Linked DNA regions of Sus scrofa: region 1 is linked to region 2. A link is a contact called in public Hi-C data. All regions are on one chromosome and are shown on one strand. Each heading gives the region's core, a stretch centred on a gene start, on an enhancer-like site or on the middle of the called end of the contact. The rest is flanking DNA. Distances are from core to core; before and after follow the strand shown. Region 1 has its middle 45 kb from the start of WNT8B. Region 2 holds the start of SCD (stearoyl-CoA desaturase).

Evidence for each region. Hi-C and Micro-C count contacts between places; a contact is called where the count stands out from the background.
Region 1: a Hi-C map of liver shows a contact between it and region 2, with 5 times the contacts expected there. The contact joins the enhancer-like site here to the promoter of SCD in region 2. A contact is called at or near these places in 4 of 5 promoter capture datasets (fetal liver, fetal skeletal muscle and liver), 11 of 47 Hi-C or Micro-C datasets (blood, fetal liver, fibroblasts and 2 more) and 2 of 2 datasets of contacts at active chromatin or transcription factors (alveolar macrophages and skeletal muscle).

Annotation. Positions count from the first base shown.
Region 1 is chr14:111,514,366-111,519,577 of Sscrofa11.1, reverse strand. No RefSeq gene overlaps it. Among named protein-coding and RNA genes, the nearest start is that of WNT8B, 45 kb to the left of the region's middle. Within about 2 kb of position 2,912, at least 7 of the 83 cell types and tissues checked have an H3K27ac peak or open chromatin away from gene starts, as enhancers often do. A contact at or near this core is called in fetal liver and liver, where this site is marked.
Region 2 is chr14:111,458,788-111,463,928 of Sscrofa11.1, reverse strand. SCD (stearoyl-CoA desaturase) reads right to left here and starts at 2,121. Exons shown (of 6, transcript NM_213781.1): 1 at 1,919-2,121; 2 at 1,118-1,400. The coding sequence starts at 1,945.

The DNA.
Region 1 (5,212 bases), core at 1,663-4,162, 55 kb before region 2:
GCTTTAACTCCTTAGATACTGTGAATCGAACAGAGTAGCCTAGACTTTCTGACAGTCTTATCAGTAAGGTACCTTCCCCAGAGACCCTTATTAGCATATTTTAATGCTTCCAGAGTTTTAGAATTTAGAAAGGATTAGGATTTGTTGAAATAAAAACTTACTTGGGAAATCGAGGTTTATTTCTTAATTTTACTTGCTTTTTAATTGCACATAAACTCGATAGACTATATCTGGAGTGTTGTAAAGCAAAAGTCAGGATTTGTTCACCTTGAGACATGAGAAACATGATTTCTTACTTTGTCTCTCTCTTACAATGGTGGAGAGCAGGGGTACATATTCTCCTTTCCTATCCCGGCCATTGACGGGAGACTCCCTTATTCTTGCCTCTTTAATAGATGCGTTCTCAAACCCCAGCCCCTGCCTCTAAACATCTTCTAAGCTTGCCTCTAGTCTCCTTAAGATGCCCTGCTCTCCTGAGCACCTACCACCTGCAGTGTCTTGTCTCCTGAGCTGTCTCCTCAAGTGACTGCACTATGTTGGGCACCTGCCCCTTTAAGTGGCCCCTTAATTAAAAAAAACAAAACAGGAGTTCCCGTTGTCATGGTGCAGTGGTTAATGAATCCAACTAGGAAGCATGAGGTTTCAGGTTCGATCCCTGGCCTCACTTAGTGGGTTAAGGATCTGGCGTTGCTGTGAGCTGTGGTGTAGGTGGCAGATACAGCTGGGATCCCGCGTTGCTCTGGCTCTGGCGTAGGCTGGCAGCTACAGCTCCGATTCGACCCCTATGCCGCGGGAGCCGGCCCAAGAAATGGCAAAAAGACAAAAAAACAACAAAAACCAAAAAACAAACAAACAAAAAATCCTCAGAATTTTATGTCTTCGCTCATGTCTATTTCTTATTTAAATAAATGTTCTTTCTGTTCTCTGAAGTGATTGTTTCAGTGGTGGTTCTCGTATTGTTTGAGGGAGAAATAATCCATGATTTTAGTGTATAAACATGAAATGGCTGGGATTTGGATCAGTGATTTGGTTGGGGTGTAAAGAAGAATAAATAAGTCTGAAAAAACAGTAAACTCTTGAAAGAGAGCATACTGGTTAATTGGGTTTCTGATTAACTATGGGTTAATGAGAAGACACTTTTGTTTGAAATCTCTCTAAATTGGCTCAGTGCATTTTCCTGCCTTAATAAGTAGTCTAATGAACATAATTAAATCTTCTCTTACTGATTCAGCATCCTTCAATGTCTCAGGATCATTACTCTGAACATAATATGTAATTCTGTATCATACTGTAGCTACAGAAAGTGTAGGAGTTTAAAATGGCTCCTGGACATACTTTTGAAAAATAAAACTCTGTGATCCATACATTTTACTGTATGTAAATTTACCTTAATTAAGTGCCTCGTATCATAGAATAATAGACTATTCAATCCAGGAGTTCCTGTCATGGCACAGTGGAAACGAATCCGACTAGGAACCATGAGGTTGCAGCTTTGATCCCTGGCCTCTCTCAGTGGGTTAAGGATCCGGCGTTGCCGTGTGCTGTGGTGTAAGTCGAAAACACGGCTCTGATCCAGTGTTGCTGTGGCTGTGGCTAGACTGGCAACTGCTAGCTCTGATCTGACCCTTAGCCTGGGAACCTCTATATGCCTCAGGTGCGGCCCTAAAAAGACAAAAGACAAAAAAAAAAAAAAGAAAGAAAGAAAGAAAGAGAAAGACTATTCAATCCAGAAGAGACTTTTGAGATTATGAAATTTAGTGCTATTATTGAACAGATGAGAAAACTAAGACCTGGAAAATAACATGGAGGATTAGGACAGCTAGATGACATACAGCTAGACTACAGTGTCTCTTTATTTTATTTATTTATTTATTTATTTTTTGGCTTTTTGCCTTTTCTGGGGCTGCTCTAGTGGCATATGGAGGTTCCCAAGCTAGGGGTCAAATCAGAGCTGTGGCCTCCAGCCTATGCCAGAGCCACAGCAGCGCGGGATCCAAACCGATCTGCAACCTACACCATGGTTCACAGCAATGCCAGATCCTTAACCCACTGAGCTAGGCCAGGGACCGAACCCGCAACCTCATGGTTCCTAGTTGGATTCGTTAACCACTGAGCCACAACGGGAACTCCTAGACTACAGTGTGTCTCGATTGCAAATCCAGGGGCCCTCTGACTCTACTGTGCTGCAACTTCAATATTTGGGGTTCTTGTCATTTGCCACCCTTCCCCCATAAAAAATGGAGTCCTCAAAATTGGCTATTTGGGGGTTTTAGTTTAATGAATACAAGTTCCACTAACATGCAGTCTCCCCAGGGGAGCCTGTTTGGTTCACTGATGTCTTCTCGATACCTAGTGTAGGGTAGTGCCTGCCCATTGGAAGGCCCCCCAATAGTATCTGTTGAATGAAAGAAAGAAAGTTTGGATACTTATTTAATACAAGATACTTTGATTTCAAGTTGCTAGGACCTCTAGCTCTGTGTTGATCTATATGGCATTCATTAGAACTGACGGTATACAGAGAGAGTTCTGGTTAGAATCATTATAGTCAAATCTTTGAGTTCATGGCTAGAAAGTGAAAGGAAAAGGATAAATACTACATAATTGTGGCAAAACATCTTGAACTTTTGTCTCACTTTCACTGTCTACCTCAGTTTCAAACCCCAGGTGTTTGAAGTGAGGAGCCCAAACATTAAACTGTAAAAACACCCTTCAAATGGTCAAATGCATCAACAAGAGAGAAAATGTCACATCTCAGCTTTGCAAAGCTTGTTAAGTGTGAATGCTATGTAATATTTAAACACTTCTCTTCAAACAAAGCATACAAAGCCGTCAGAACTAGGGAGGACAGAGTCTTGGACACTATACCCTATGCTTATTACCAGATATGCCCTTTGACTCTCAAAATGTGTGGGTCGATTTAAGTCATCCAATGGGTGCTTCGGTATTAAGAATTACCTCAGTAAAAAACTCAAGAGTGAATGAATTGCAAAACCCTTCTATTTAAGGATCAGTTTAAAGTTTAAACAATGTAAACATCTGAGGTTACATGCATTCACAGGTGGATGAAGACTTAGAGTCAGGGTTTCTATAATACACAATCAGAAAATAGCACTTACCTTCAAAATTCCATCCAGATGTTATCACTTTGATATTCCTGAAATTGCTTTTAGGTCACCAGAGTTCTTTGAGGTTCTTATTTATTTATTTATTTATTTATTTATTTATTTATTTTTGTCCTTTAGGGCCACACCTGTGGCATATGGAGGTTCCCAGGCTAGGGATCTAATCAGAGCAACAACTGCCAGCCACAGCCACAGCGACTCAGGATCCGAGCCTTATCTGCAACCTGTACCACAGCTCATGGCAATGCCCGGATCGTTAACTCATTGAGCAAGGCCAGAGATCAAACCCCCATCCTCTTGGACACTAGTCGGCTTTGTTACCGCTGAGCCATGATGGGAACTCCGAGGTTGTTTTTTCTTGAATCACCACTAAACTCTAAGTTCTTGGAAGTTGGGGAGCATATAAAATTCCCCTCTGTATCTGCAGTGCTTGGCACAATGTTGGAAAATAAAAAAGGGATTTAATATTTGTTGAATGAATGAATGAATTTAGGGACAGACTTAAGGGCCCTTTTATAAATTGTAAGAATATATGGAAATGTTAATAGAAAGAAGTTAGAGTTCCCGTCTTGGCGCAGTGGAAACGAACCTGACTAGGAACCATGAGGTTGTGGGTTCGTTGGTTAGGCGTTGCCGTGAGCTGTGGTGTAGGTTGCAGCTGAGTTGCTGTGGCTGTGGCCGGCAGCTGTAGCTCCAATTCAACCCCTAGCCTGGGAACTTCCATATGCCAGTGCGGCCCTAAAAGCACACACACACAAAATAAATAAATAGAAGTTATCATATCCAGGAAAACTTAACTGGAGTACAAGAGATTGGTAAAGATGAAAGGAAATGAAGACCTGTCTTTTCGGACTCCAGCCTTGGATTTTTGTGAGTTTGCCTCTAAACCCTTTAATCCTCGTTATTATCAATGTCCATGGCAAGAGCTTTGTGAGAAATGCATACACCCAAAAACATCTTTGCTATTATTACCCAAGTACATTGAAAAGATGGCTTTCCTATAATTTCTTTATTTCTAATTGTGCCTAATTTCTGAACTCCCATGCCTATTTTTTTTTTAATTTTTCTTTTTTGCTTTTTAGGGCCGCACCCATGGCATATGGAGGTTCCCAGGCTAGGGGTCAAATCAGAACTACAGCTGCTGGCCTACACCACAGCTCATGGCTATGCCAGATCCTTAACCTACTGAATGAGGCCAGGGATCAAACCCACAACCTCATGGTTCCTAGTCGGATTCGTTTCCGCTGCACCACAACGGGAACGCCCATACCATGCCTATTATTTATGAACTTTATATGTGCTGTGGAGATGTCAACTAAAAAAAATACAACCTGAAAGTTGAGAGTTAAGTTTCATTTGGGGTGAAATTAGGCCTTAAGCCCAGGAGACAGCATCTCAAGCAGCCCCGAGAAATCACTCCAAGGAGGCGAGGGGGGAAGCTAGAAGACATGAGTGTTTGCGACAATGGGGAGGTATGGCGTTCCTATCCTGATGCAGTGGTTAACAAATCCTGCTAGGAACCATGAGGTTGCAGGTTCGATCCCTGGCCTTGCTCAGTGGGTTAAGGACCCGGCGTTGCCGTGAACTATGGTTTAGGCTGAAGACGTGGCTCTGGTGCAGGCCGGTGACTACAGCTCTGATTAGACCCCTAGCCTGGAAACTTCCATATGCCGTGGGAGTGACCCTAGAAAAGGCAAAAAGACAAAAAAAAAAGGGGAGGTAGTAGGAACAAAAGATTTACAGACAACCAGATTTATAGAAGGTTTACAGAAAACCATTTCTATGGGAAGAGATAAAGGTCTGGGCTTACTGGAATCACTCCTTTGCTATGCTTTCCTGAGTTGCCTCAGGGCTCATTGGCCCACCTTTGGAAGTGGCTGTTCTCACAGGTGACCTTGACATCTTTTGTTTTACCCACAACTATAAGTCATAAAGGTGAAGGGGGGAGTAGTGGTTAATGAATCCGACTAGGAACCATGAGGTTGCAGGTTCAATCCCTGGCCTTGCTCAGCGGGTGTGGCTCTAAAAAAAAAAAAAAAAAAAAAAGTGAAGGGGAAGGTGGCTGCAGCCATGCACACATCTTACAGAAG
Region 2 (5,141 bases), core at 872-3,371:
AGTCCTTCTGTAGAACCACCCTCCAAGAGCATAGCTGCCAGCAAGGACCCAACATCCGACACTGCTCCAGAAACCATACCGTGGCTTTCTTAACAGGGAGTTCTGAACCCCACACCCATCACAGAGGGTAGCAGCATGGAGCTCCTGGATCTTTAGAGTTCCCTGCTCTCCTCTTCCCAAGTCAGACTCGAGGCAGGAGTGGCAATGCCTGCAGAGCGCATGTGTGTGAGGGGGCAGGGCTCCACTATCAGCCCAAGCCATGGATTCCTGAAAGAGCTGAGCTAAGGGCAGGTCAGGGACGCACGGGGGACTGTCTCCCTCACTGCAGCAGCCTGAGGGCCGGGGCTGCTCCAGAGTCTCTTTTCTGGCTTGGCTGTCCCCAGCAAGGAGGCACTCCTGGCATCAGGGGAGAGGGGCTGGAGCAGGATGGGTGGGGAATGGGGCAGGAAACGTTTCTTTAACCTTATTTCATTAGAACATTTTCTTGAGTGGCATGTGCAGTTCCCTGGAGACCCACGTGGAGTCACAGAGCAAGACATCCATGTAACATGAGTTATGCAGGAGCCGCCTTCCTCTGTCTGTGTAATTAAGGAGCCTGATAAGGCTAAGGATCAGGGCAAAATAATTTCATGGATGACCACAGCTCTCTTCCCCCTCTTCTGCTTAACCCTCTTCCTGAGTAGTTTCTCTTGCTACCCCGTGACTATACCCAGCATGTGCCCTCTAAAGTCACACTAGTCTAGCCCCATGTTCCCATGCATCCAGGTAAGGGCCTTGATTCTTTCTAGGCTGGCAGGGCTGGGACAAGCAGTCAAGAAAATGACTTGAAACAGAAAAGCTGACTCCCTGGCACAGATCTACTCACTTCAAAGCCTGTGGCCCATGGTCCCAGGGCTCCCTCTCCAACCCCCCCCCCAAATTAAAGGCCCCAGAATCGACACTCCTGCATCCCAAACCCCTAGACTCCCTTCCCAGCCCACCACAACACCTAAGAGAAATGGTTGGAAAAACCTCGGCCTGGAGGGGCTGGTGTTTCTACTCTGTGTAAGTTGCTACTGTATTAAAAGAGTGGAGAGAACCTGGGATACTGAGACAGGAGGACAAGGGGACCTCTTACCCCAGAGCAAGGTGTATATCTTGCAGGTGGGGATCAATATGATCCCATACAGGGCTCCCAAGTGTAGCAGACTCATGAGGATGATGTTTCTCCAAACATATTCAAGCTTGGGCCTTGGGCCCTCCTTATCCTGGTAGGTTGGGTCATAGATGTCATCTTTCATTTCAGGGCGGATGTCTTCTTCCACGTATTGGGGAGTCTTCTCCAACTTGCCCCCTCCATTCTGCAGGACCCTGGAGGAAGGTGCTGTGATGGTAGTGGTGGTTGTGTAGGAGCTAGAGATCTGAAAGAGAGTGGAAGTGCAGAGCTGGGAGAGAGGGGAGGACACGTGGAGACACTAGGGGCCACTTCACTCCCTGGTCTAGCTGGGGGAAGGGCGGGGTATAGGCACAGACCTGGCCCCAATACCCAGGTTACCTGAGGGCAAGGTCTATCCTAGATGGAAGAGACGCAAGTCCCCAGGAACTGTGCGGAGAAATTGGGGAGGAGGGTGAAACCTCAGGGGAAGGGGAAATAGAGGGGTAAAACACTCGCACCCCTTCAAACACACAAAGGAAAGCCCGCATGCCTACACACATCAGGGTACAGGTACCACCAGATTTTTCTTTGAAGCTTTAGGAAACAAAAGTTGGAGAACTAAGTTCCCAAATTACAATCCACATTCCCAACAAACTGAAGACTATACAACTCGAAAAAGGTGGCTGTCCTCGGCGATCTCAACTCTCTTCTACACCGAGTCACCTAGAAGCCCAACCAGCACCGGCGAGCCCGCGGTCTGGGGGCCATTACTTGGAAACTCACCTCCTCTTGCAGCAAGTGGGCCGGCATCTGGGCTCTCGGACGTTGGGATCACTTTCCCAGGGATGAGACTTCAGGGAGGAGTTCGTGGCAGACCGCACTGAGCGTAGACTAGTGCTGGAGCCGGCTCTTGCGCGGAGATCAGCGATGCTGCGCTCGGAACCCTTTGCTGCACGTTGGGTCGGTGTCTGCACCCGACCTGCTGTGCGCGGGTCTCCCCAGGCTGGGTATTTAAAGGCTAGAGCTGGCAGTGGGCGACCGTGTCCTGTATTTCCTCTGACCCCTTTTATTCGCTGCCAAGAAGGGGCAAAGTGCGCAGAGTTGGCTCACCGTGGGAGAACCGCATGGGCGGGAGAGGGGAGGAGACAGAGAGCCGGGGCTTACTGGGGGCCGGAGACGCAAAAACTGGATGCTGCAGACACTCCGCGGCTCGGTCTCCGCAGCCCCTGCCTCTGCCCCTGCCCCTGGGGAAATGCTAATGGGCTTCTGTAGACTCTGGCGCGTCATTGGCCGAAGGGAATTTGGTGCCACCTCGTCCTGCCGTTGCCATTGGCTCGGCGCAATCTGCTGTTCCCTCTGCCGCGAGCTCCTCACTCCCCCTCCCCTCCCTTTCTCCTCCTCAGCTTCTCTTCCACCGGCCGCTGGGCTTCTGCCCGGCGTCCTGCCTCCTCGGAGGCGCTCGAGAGCGTCTTCCCTGGAAGAGGAAGAGGACTCAGTAGGGGGGTGGGAGGTGGGTGCTAGCCCAGGACTGGCCCTGGGGCACTTCGCGAAAGGATGGGCACTAGGGAAGTTTCCGGGGAAAGTGTGGGTGAAGCCGCGCGGGCGACCGCTACGCACAACTCCACTCCCGCCTTCTAGCTCGCGGAGACGCGTGGGAGGGGGAGACGTGCCTTCAAACCCCGGGTTGGGGGCCGGGGGCCCGGCGAAGCCCCACCTCCCTCCGTGACGAACGCGCGTGCCGCAGGGGCTGAGGGTCGGCCGGCGGCGGAACAATGGCTCTGCGCCGCCCACTGGCGGCGGGGCGATAGATGCGTACTGCTGAACTCGCCGGTCTCCAGGCCGGCAGCGGTGTACACACACGTAGATGCATAGATAGATGTGTGGACCTGCACGCGCGCACGGCGTTCAGCTACTAGGCAAGCCCAGCAGGGGACGTTCGCCTCCAGGCGCCAGTGAGCGATCCCGTCCTTGTGCCCACGCCCCCCCCCACCCGCGAACGTGTGCGGGATGTTTTGGAAATTCTTCAGATTGTCGAGTTGTAATTTTGGAATGGCTTTCATGAGAAAAGGGAGGAAGCGCAGCGTGTGCCTTCATCCAGAAGCAGGCAAAAGGACTTGTAAGTGGGACAAAAATAGCTATCAGCTATAGAATTATTAGGCAAGTCAGTCCACAAGAATCATTTTACTTAATCATTAGTCGTGGGAGTTCCCGTTGTGGCGCAGCGGAGACGAATCCGACTAGGAACCATGAGGTCGAGGGTTCGATCCCTGGCCTCGCTCATTGGGTTAAGGATCTGGCATAGCCATGAGCTGTGGTGTAGGTCACAGATACAGTTCGGATCCAGTGTTGCTGTGGCTGTGGCATAGGCCAGCAGCTACAGTTCCTAGCCATGGGTGCAGGCTTAAAAAGACCAAAAAAAAAAAAAAAAAAAAAATTTCCCCTTAAGAGAACAGGCAAGCATATAATCGTCTACCATTTCTAGTCAACATTGTGCTAGAAATCCTAGGTTGCATGATGGACAGGAAAAAAGAAATGAAAGATATAAAGATAGGAAAAGAAGAAAGAAACTGTTATTATTTGCAGAAGACATAACTGTGTGTATGAAAAATGTACAGAATCTACCACCAAAAAAGTGCCAAAATTGGTAAGTGAATTTAGAAAGGTCAAGATAGAAACCAGTATAAAAAAATTATTCTGTCCTATATTCTATTAAAAAACAATTGCAGAATGAAATTTAAAATATACTGTTTAAAATAGCATCAAAAATGGAGTTCTCCTTGTGGCTCAGCGGGTTAAGAACTTGACTAGTGTCCACGAGGTTGTGGGTTACATGCTGGCCTTGCTCAGTGGGTTAAGGATCTGGCATTGTCACGAGCTCCGGCGTACATCACAGATGCGGTCCAGACCTGGCGTTGCTATGGTGGTGGTATAGGCTGGTAGCTTTGGCTCTGATTCGACCCCTGGCCCAGGAACTTCATGTGCCACAGGTGCGGCCCTAAAAAAACAAAAATTAAAAGAACATCAAAAATGTCACAAAGAATAAATCTAAATGTTTATAGGATAGCTACACTGAAAGTATCAAAACAATGCTGAGAAAAACTTTAAAACTCTTAAATAGAGAGAAAAAAAGAATTTGTTATATTCTGTGTTCATAAATGGACAGACTCAGTGTTGATCTATAGATTAATTTAATCACTATAGAAATCCAACAGATTTCTTTGAGGAAATAGACAAGCAGATTCTAAAATTTAAGTGGAAATTCAAAGGGTCTAGAATAGCCAAAAAACAATTTTGGAAAAGAAGAACAAATTTGGAGGAATTAAACTATTTTAATTAGGAATTACTCTAAGTCTAGAGTAGTTAAGAGAGTGTGGAGTTAGAAAAGGTAGAGACAAATAGATCAGTGAAACAAATTACAAATTTTAGAAATCCTCCAACACCTATACGGTCAGCTTACTTTTTACGAAGTTCCCAGGTCAATACAATGTGGAGGAGCAAGTGCCTGTAACAAATATTGCTGGCACAACTGGATATCCACATAGAATAAATGAACTTCACCCTCACTTCACATACAAAATTAATTTGAGAGGCATCAGAGAGCTAAATGTAAAACCCACAACTGTAAAGTTTCTATATAAAACAGAGGAAAATATCTTTGTGACCTTGAGGTGAGAAAAGGTTGTTTGGACAGGACTCAAAAAGTATTGACCATGGCGGGGGGAATGGATAATTTAGACTTCATGAAAGTTAATATCCTCTGATACCAAAAGGAACTATTTTTTTTTTTTTATTAGGGCCGCACCCCTGGCATGTGGAAGCTCTTAGGCTAGGGGTCATATCGGAACTGCAGCTGCTGGCCTACACCACAGCTGCAGCACAGCCACAGCAGTACCTAATAGGTACTTGATACCTATTAGGGTAGCTGTATCAACAAGACAGATAGTAGGTTGTTGGTGAGGATATGGAGAAATTGGAACACTGCTGCTGGAAATGTAAAATGGTACAG